2 separate regions of the Danio rerio genome follow, and region 1 is linked to region 2. The links are chromatin contacts, called in public Hi-C maps. All regions are on one chromosome and are shown on one strand. The core of a region is the stretch at or near the end of the contact, and the rest is flanking DNA. Distances in the headings are between cores, read along the strand shown. Region 1 holds the start of tpi1b (triosephosphate isomerase 1b). Region 2 holds the start of cdca3 (cell division cycle associated 3).

Region 1 (4,170 bases), core at 1,165-3,664, 180 kb before region 2:
CACACAACCTCTGAGAAACACACAAACATCCAGTTAAAGTCACCACCAGAATATTAAGCTGAATGATTGCAGTGATTCTCAAAATGTGCCAAAAGCACTGTTGTCATGTTACTAACAAACAGTTTAGAAATTTACTGAACATCAGAGCATTCAGATTAATGACAAGACAATTATATGAAGAAAAGATACAGACATTTCAGAGATAAAGTCATGACTTCTAATGTAGCAATCTATTAAAAGCAACCTAGACTAGGCTTTTGAAAATGTTTATTAATAACAAGCTATCATAATTCCATGATTTTAACAATGTGCACCAAATGTGAATTCTGTATTCTTACAATAGTAAACTAAATCGATTATTAAAACCTGATTTGTTAGTAATTAACTAATAAGGAGCAAAGTAATTTAGTAAGATTTGGTTAGCCATCAAAAGTGTTCATCTTTATGTTGGATTAATGTTAACAGATAGAGCGGCAGTTCTGTGCGCGCAAATGCCTTGTTGATGCCATAGGTCAGAGGAGAATGGCCAGGCTGGTTCCAGCTGATAGAATGGTAACAGCAACTCAAATAAACACTCTTTACAACCGAGGTATGCAGAAGAGCATCTCTGAAAACACAACACGTTGAACCTTGAGGCAGATGGGCTACAGCAGCAGAAGACAACAGCGGGTACCGTGAACTAAGAACAAGAAACTGAGGCTACAATTTGCACAGGCTCACCAAAATTGGATCATTGAAGATTGGAAAAGGTTATCTTATTTCACATCCTTGAACATGACAATGGGTTCACAGTGCTCAAATGGCCTCCACAGTCACCAGAACTCAATCCAATAGAGCACTTTTGGGATGTGGTGGAAAGGGAGATTCGCACTATGGATGTGCAGCCGACAAGTCAGCACCAACTGCATGATGCTATCATGTCAATATGGACCAAAATCTCTGATGAATATTTTCAGTACCTTGTTAAATCTATGCCACAAAGGATTAAGGCACTTCTGAAAGCAAAAAGAGGTCCAACTCAGTACTAGTAAGATGCACCTAATAAGTGTATATGCTGTACATGTTTTTTCTTGTTAACCTTTTTTTTTTGGTATTTTTTCTTACTATTAATTCACATATCAGACTTTACAGTTAATATTATTTTAAGGCTGGTCTTTTCCACTTGGAGGTGCCATTTATACTGTAAAATTATCTTGGGTCAGACTATATTAAACTCACTGTAAAGGGCACACACATATCTGGCTCTTCGTCCCTCTTGATAAAAGGTCAAAGGAAAAGTCTCTCATATGACAGCATACTACAGAAGCCACGAAGTACAGCAAAAAGGCGAAAGATAGCCCGAGATTTGACCGTCTGACCCTTGACCTTTACATGTCAAACGCCTCAGGTTTCAGGTTTTTAGTCCGTGAATGAAACAGACGACGCACAAGCGGCGTGACTTTTGGACTTTTCCCATTCAAAGTCCACAGTTGAGTTATTGACACATATTAACCCTGTCTGGACCCTCAAACAAAACCGTAATAAAAAAAAAATAAAAAAAATCAGGCAGTGATGCGGGTTTTACGTCATAGTGGATAGCGGAAACAGCGCGCGGACGCAAAAGCAGAAATGCGCTAACGTTAATATTGCACTACAGTTTTTGTTTCTCGGTCATATTTAAGGAAATATATTGTATTAATACATAATTTTCTACAAAAAAACTAACGTTAGCATATCAGTCGTGCTGTCATTTGATTTGACAGGCCTCGAACACACAACCTGTGTCTACGTGCTGGAAATCACACACCCATTTCAAGCTTTAACCCTTCAATCACGACACACATTGAACATCATTCATTCATTCACAAAACATTACATTTAATCGACGCATTCACAAACGAATAGTAATTCACATCGACTGCGTTTATAATAGAAACTTTAAATGTTGGACCATTAATACAGAACATCTCAGTCGATAAGGTTGTACGTTATGGATTCACAACAGATCTGTAACATAACATGTAACTATGTTGACGTACAACAAGAAAGAGCCTCTAAATGAGGAGCATGGCAGCTGTCAAAAGTCCCGCGTGAATGTCATCTCAGGGTCATCAGTGCAGTGGGCTGCTCAAGCCCAAAAAGGCCCGTGTTTGCAGTGGCATGTGGTGGAGAGAGGAGGAAACTGAATGATATACGCACCGGTGTCTGGGTTGAGCTTGGCGCTATTCAGTGTATTGGCGAGCTCTTCGATGCTCTTTTTGTCGCCGTTCATTTTCCAGTTTCCACCGACGAAAAACTTCCTGCCAGACATGATTGCAAAGTGTTACGTTCACCAACAAGCGATGAATACAAGGAGGTGAAGAAGGACCTCGGGTTGAAGAGACAGCAAGGAAATACAGTCAGCTGGAGTTTATATAATGTTGGTCTGAAGCTCCGCCCCCGCCGCCTGCTATTGGCTGAAGACAGCACGCCTGAAAGAAGATGCGTGTTCTTTGATCTCAGAGGACAGAGGAGGATTTGCTCTGATCATGACTGTCATTTACTACGAGGCAGCAATCACATACTCACATTTATTAAAAAATACTCACATGCCCAACTTTAATCTTATTCCTCGCTTAATATTGTGATTTATTATAGGGAATACTATTGATTTCTGTTGATAAATGTTATATTTACAATTGCAAGGATTGGGAAATAAACATATGACTTTAACTTTAACAGAAGTTTAAGAAAACTGAAAAACCTAAAACAACTATATTTATGTTTAATTTCAGTCATTCATTCATTTTCCTTCGGCTTAGTCTCTTATCAGGGGTCGCCACAGCAAAATGAACCGCCAACTTTTCTAGCATATGATTTTACACAGCGGATACCCTTCCAGCTGTAACCCAGTACTGGAAAACACCTAACACTCTCATTCACACACATATATACTACAGCCAATTTAGTTCATACAAACCTACGCAAACAAGGGGAGAACATAGAAACTCCACACAGAAATGCCAACTGACCGAGCCGGGACTTGAACCAGCGTTCAACCTTCTTGCTGTAAAGCACAGTGCTAACCACTGAGCCACAGTGACGCCCCGTGTTTCATTTAAGTCGTCTTAAAGTGCCACTGGCTGCATGTAGTCAAAGTCAAAGTCAAAGTCAGCTTTATTGTCAATTCAGCCACATGTACAAGACATACAGAGAATCGAAATTGCGTTACTCTCAGACCCAAGGTGCTTAACATTAATATAAAATATATATATAAAAAATAGTAGAGTTTAAGAAAAAAAGAAAATTTAGAAAATTTACAGTATATGCATTGCACATAAATGTGGTCTAAGAAATATACATATGTAATAAAAAAATTGTAAACAATACAGTGACATTAAGGGCATATAGCAATGAGTGCAAAGTAAACCAGAGTTGTGCAGATAAAAAACAGTATAGTGCAAAAAGAACTTGTAAACATGATAATTCCCATTCATGTTTGTATAAATACATTTACTCATGTAAATGTATAAATAATTAAACAAATAACCAACAAATGTGTTTAAAACAGTTTAATAAACATTATTTCTTTTAACATGTTTATTTGTAGTGTATTATGATGGTGAAATGAAATAATGTTTCAATGTTTTCACACAGGCTATTCTGAGATGTTTAATAAAGCTCGCCTGCAGAGGGCGCCATGTGTGTGGGTGGAATCAATGGGTGGAATTATATGTGCAGTCCCACAATGCATTTCGCTTGTGCCTACGTAAAGATGTTTTCTATCGTTTTAAAATTATTTCTTTAACGCAATTGCATAAACAACGCCGGTATTTATACAAGGAAAACATGTTTAATTGTAAATTGCTATTTGCTTCTTTTTAATATGGGTTTACTTACTCAAGTTTTGTATCACCGTCGTCGAAAAGCACGTCGAAAGTAGTCAGGACGGTTCTTCAGCCTTTGAAACATCGGAAAATTGCTCTTTTAGTATTTGTCTAGCAGGCTTCCTTTAAAAGGAAGCCCACAATTGTGTTCAATGAAAGATTCTAATTAATGAATAGATGATGAAATGAAATGATAATATAATATGAAATGTACGTCGCTCTAGTTCTACTTGTTTAAATCCTCTGTTGTATGGCGTATTTAAAAGGTAACATTTACTGATGTTAATTACCCTGCCACTGTTTCTGTAAAACAACATAAGTTTAT
Region 2 (4,478 bases), core at 1,878-4,377:
TTGCAAATTGCATCTGTCCTGTCAAGTCGTCCATCCTTTTTGCAGAATCCATAATGTTGCCATACTTTAGATTTAAAACTCAGTGAGGAATAAAATGTTTGTTTTGCTTCTCGCGCTTTCTGAGGGCGCACCACTAGCTTCATCCGCACACCTGATACACTGAGTTGTAGTGTAAGTGTACACATCCGCAAGTCCGTTGCTAATGCATACTTTATGTAGGTCGATTAAATTATGCGCCAAAAACAGGTTGACAACACTTGTTAATAAATAAAAAATACATTCTATATTAAAATTATAAGTTGTATCTTGGAAAAACCGATGCATCTCGCAAAAATCAATGCATCTCGATTTGCTTTCAAAATTTCATTCATCCTCTGCTGCTCTACCGATGCACTCGCATCGTGCACGTGCATGACCGCGTATCGATACATATCGGTTAATCTTCCCATCCCTAATATATATATATATATATATATATATATATATATATATATATATATATATATATATATATATATATATATATATATATATATATATATATATATATATATATATATATATATATATACATACATATATATATATATATATATATATATATATATATATATATATATATATATATATATATATACATATACAGTGATTTTCCCAGAAATGGGTTGCGGCTGAAAGGGCATCTGCTGCGTAAAAACTTGCTGGATAAGTTGGCGGTTCATTCCGCTGTGGCGACCCCGGATTAATAAAGGGACTAAGCCGACTAAAAAATTAATGAATGAATGAATAAACAGTGCTCAGCATATATCAGTACACCCCTCACAAATGTATCTTTTGAATGAATATGTTCTATAGCAGTGTTTCTCAATTGTTGGGTCGCGACCCAAAAGTGGGTTGCGGAAACATTTTCAGTCGCGGAGTGTGTGGTAAAAAAACAAGAACAAAACTTTCATTTTTAACTTTTGACTTTTATACGACCATGAAAATGTATGGTATGGATTTACATATATTGACGACAAAAAAGACTTAAAGCCTTATTGTGTCCTTAGTAGCGAGGTGCTCTCACAAGATAGCACGAAACCTTCTAGATTAAAACGACATTTAGAAACCAGAAAACATGTTTTATTAACAGTTCAGTTTAGTTCATGGTAGCTGAACCTATCCTTACCCTAACCACTGTTTACAGTATTTGCGTTTTTACTTTGTAATATTTCTATAATTTGATACATTTTGTTAAATGACAGCAATAAAATATCATTTATTTGTAAGTCTTGGCGATTTTCTTATGATTTATCTGTCACTACTTGTGTATGTTAACAAATAAATACTAATTAATTGTAATTCCTAAAATTGTATTATAGTTCCTAAAAATTTGGGTCGCGGCTTGATGACCATGTAAAAATGTGGGTCCCATGGCCAAACCAGTTGAGAACCACTGATTTATAGTAAGCTTTACAATATTATGTTTGTGCATTTACATTAGATCAGTCAGTACTGAAGCCAAATCTGGAGCTAGTCTAATGAAATAACTTGCGATAACAGTCACAAAATCCGTAGCCAAATGTATATGTTGTTGGGGAAGCATATGAAATTTACATTTTATAAAAGATACATTTTTTATTGAAATTTAATAATTTTTCTGCAATATTTCACTTGAATTTAAGTGTATAAACATGTCTATTTGTGAAGATGTTCTCTGACTATTATTTTAATCAATATATAGATTTAATAAATCTGTTTTGTTCAAATGCACCAAAACATATTACCTATATTCACTGATAGAGGTAAAGTTGGTTTTATATTTGCACATTTGTTCATTTAGAAGTCTCTATATTGTTTACCATGTTGCTTTGAATATTCAATCAAAATAAGCATGCAAGTGTGACTTGAAAACAACATTAACACTGTTTATTTGACTGTGAAAAATGTTGTACTTTGATAGTCATTGGCTGCTAATATGATTTTGCTATGTAGAGTTTGCAAATATAACTTTTATGAAATGATATTATTAGTGGGAAAGTCTAAATGTGTGAATATAAAAACAACTATACCTCTATTATTCACTGAAACATTTCTGAGAGTCATTTTCAAAATGGGGTGTACTCATTTATGCTGAGCACTTATTTTTATTTCATTTTTATTTTGCAATTTATTTTCTTTTTTCTTTGCGCTTTCACAATAAAAGATTTTTTAAAAGGTGTTAAAGTAGAAACTTTTATATCCATGACTTTTTAGCATTAAGTGTCGTGTTTGGTGCAAAAACAAATTCCTGAACATCTTGAAATTAAGATGCATTAATTTGAAATGCAAAATGAACAAATTAAAGAATTTAAAAAAGTTGCTTATAATTGACTCACCCATATCATTTAAGATCTTCATTCCTAAATAATTCTTTAAGCTTTGTTTTCTAAGAAAGTGAACAAATAATAAAAAATTTGTGCTTAAAACAAGAACAAATATCGGTCAGTTGGGTATGAAAATTACTGTTTTCATTAGATTTACTTGAATTTCTCCAATGAAATATGTTTTATGTTTGATGTTAAACTTGCTTCATTTTGATACATTTTTACAACAAACAAGACTTTTTTTCCTTGTACCATTTTACAAGTAAATATCTTGATTGAACAATCTGAAGACCTTTGCATTGAAAAACAAGAACAAAAATGTGTTATATAAACATTATTTCCATTGTTATGTGTTTGACTTTGGCAGCAGAGTTCATCAATCTTTATCTACTCGTTTTGTAAAACTATTAAATGCAAAACGTTATATTTTGAAACTTTAAAATGTTGCTAATATTTATGTTCCTGAATATGTAATTTAGAAACGTATATAGTTAGTAAAGTTTGAAGTGTTCTAACTGTGCATTCATAAAATAGATATCTGTTGTTTGAGGGATTCACTAACGAATATCCTTATGCGATTGTGGACAGTTTGAATATAATCAAGAATATTAAAGCGTGACGTCAACAGTCAACACGCGCCTGTATTTCAAATGGCTTAGACACGCCCAAGAAAGTGCATCCACTGTCTTAGCCAATCAGAAACGCTAAGGCGGAAACTCCCGAGTTCGCCTATTGGTCTGTTCAAAAATCGCCGCAAACACGGAACGACCCATTTAAATGCTCCTTATTGTGCAGTCACACGCGCAGAGTTTGAACTGGAAGACGACACAAGGCGTTTCTTTGTTGATTTCTCATTTTTATTTGTTTATATTAAAACGTGAAAGAAACGCCGTCTGATTTGGAGTGGAAGAGAAAAGCATACAGTGGACTGCGGGAAAACATCGAGCATTAAGGTGAGTTTGAGTTTGTTTATTGAAGGACTGCAACGTTATTGTTTTAAAACGCTAACGTTACATTTAAAGATACGTTTCGTGGGTTATTTTATAAGAGTGTTTTGCCATGGTTGTAAATTTTACGACAAGCGAGCTACACGTTGTTCAGGTTAACTTCTTATGCAAGTTATGTTTTAATATGCCATGCCGTTTTTCAGCAGCAAACAGAAACATGGGTGCCAGTGAAAGCAAAATGACCGTGGCATCAACACCAAAGGTAACGTTAGACCCGAGTCAGCGACCCAAAGCAGCGCGTGTGGCGAAACTTGCAGACCCACGTTCACCGTCCTGTGCCATTGACCGCACACCTATACAGGTACCAAAACACTCCTATGTTAATAGTTCCTCTTTTATAGCTGATTTTAATCTCAATAAATTGCTTGCGGGATGTGTTGTAGTTGCTGTTTATATCAGTTTTGTGTGTGTAAACCACAGTAGATCTAAGAATTGGCTTGATTGTGTTTTCCTGTAGGTGGGCGTTACTTACTCTCCTCTCCCTGTGGTGGAGTCAGTTGGGCCTGTGTTTGTTGACCCTCGCTCACCAACCCCGGGCATCACCCGAACGCCAATGAAGGGTACATGTTCTTCATTGTTATGAGCATTACAATGAAACATTTTGAGCATTCTTCGTTTAAAAAGTAAGCTTGTTGTGTGCTCAAGCTGAAAGCTAATTAATATTCACAAGTTAAGTCGGTACTAGTTGAGAAATATTTGTTTTAAAGACATTTAAGTTACTTGGAGTTGACAGTTTGTTTGTTTTTTTAACTTTTCGAGCACTAAGTTAAGCTAAAAAAAGCCTGATGAGGATAACATGATACAATGAGGGTATTTAATAATAAATGCATTCAGAAAGTAATAAGGTTGAAAAAATGAACTCTTTTAGCTGAAACTCTTGTCTGTTTTACAGTGAGCGTCACGTCTCTCGCTCGAAGACTGAGCACGTTCTTCCTCAGTGACATCAAGTCTGGCGACTCTCCCGCGTCTCCTCTTCCTTCAGTCTCCTTCACCAAAACCTCTGGCATGCCTGGTGTAGCTCATCCAAACACCTTCGGCCCCAAAGAGCCTCTGCTGAAAGCCCAGAGCTCGCACACAGACGCCATCTCCACCCCTGTGCTGTCGTCTCCATCTGAGGGCTACGGCT

The links. Hi-C and Micro-C count contacts between places; a contact is called where the count stands out from the background.
Region 1: a contact with region 2 is called in a Hi-C map of an unstated tissue, with 2.6 times the contacts expected there. The contact joins the promoter of tpi1b here to the promoter of cdca3 in region 2. A contact is called at or near these places in 3 of 18 Hi-C or Micro-C datasets (caudal fin, hematopoietic stem cells and an unstated tissue).

Annotation. Positions count from the first base shown.
Region 1 is chr16:12,586,968-12,591,137 of GRCz12tu, reverse strand. It overlaps tpi1b (triosephosphate isomerase 1b), which reads right to left and starts at 2,414. Exons shown (of 7, transcript NM_153668.4): 1 at 2,179-2,414; 2 at 1-10. The coding sequence starts at 2,290. LOC137488009 (U7 small nuclear RNA) reads left to right here and starts at 3,933; the gene lies at 3,933-3,986.
Region 2 is chr16:12,409,410-12,413,887 of GRCz12tu, reverse strand. cdca3 (cell division cycle associated 3) reads left to right here and starts at 3,127. Exons shown (of 7, transcript NM_001045049.1): 1 at 3,127-3,298; 2 at 3,496-3,653; 3 at 3,810-3,912; 4 at 4,245-4,478. The coding sequence starts at 3,510.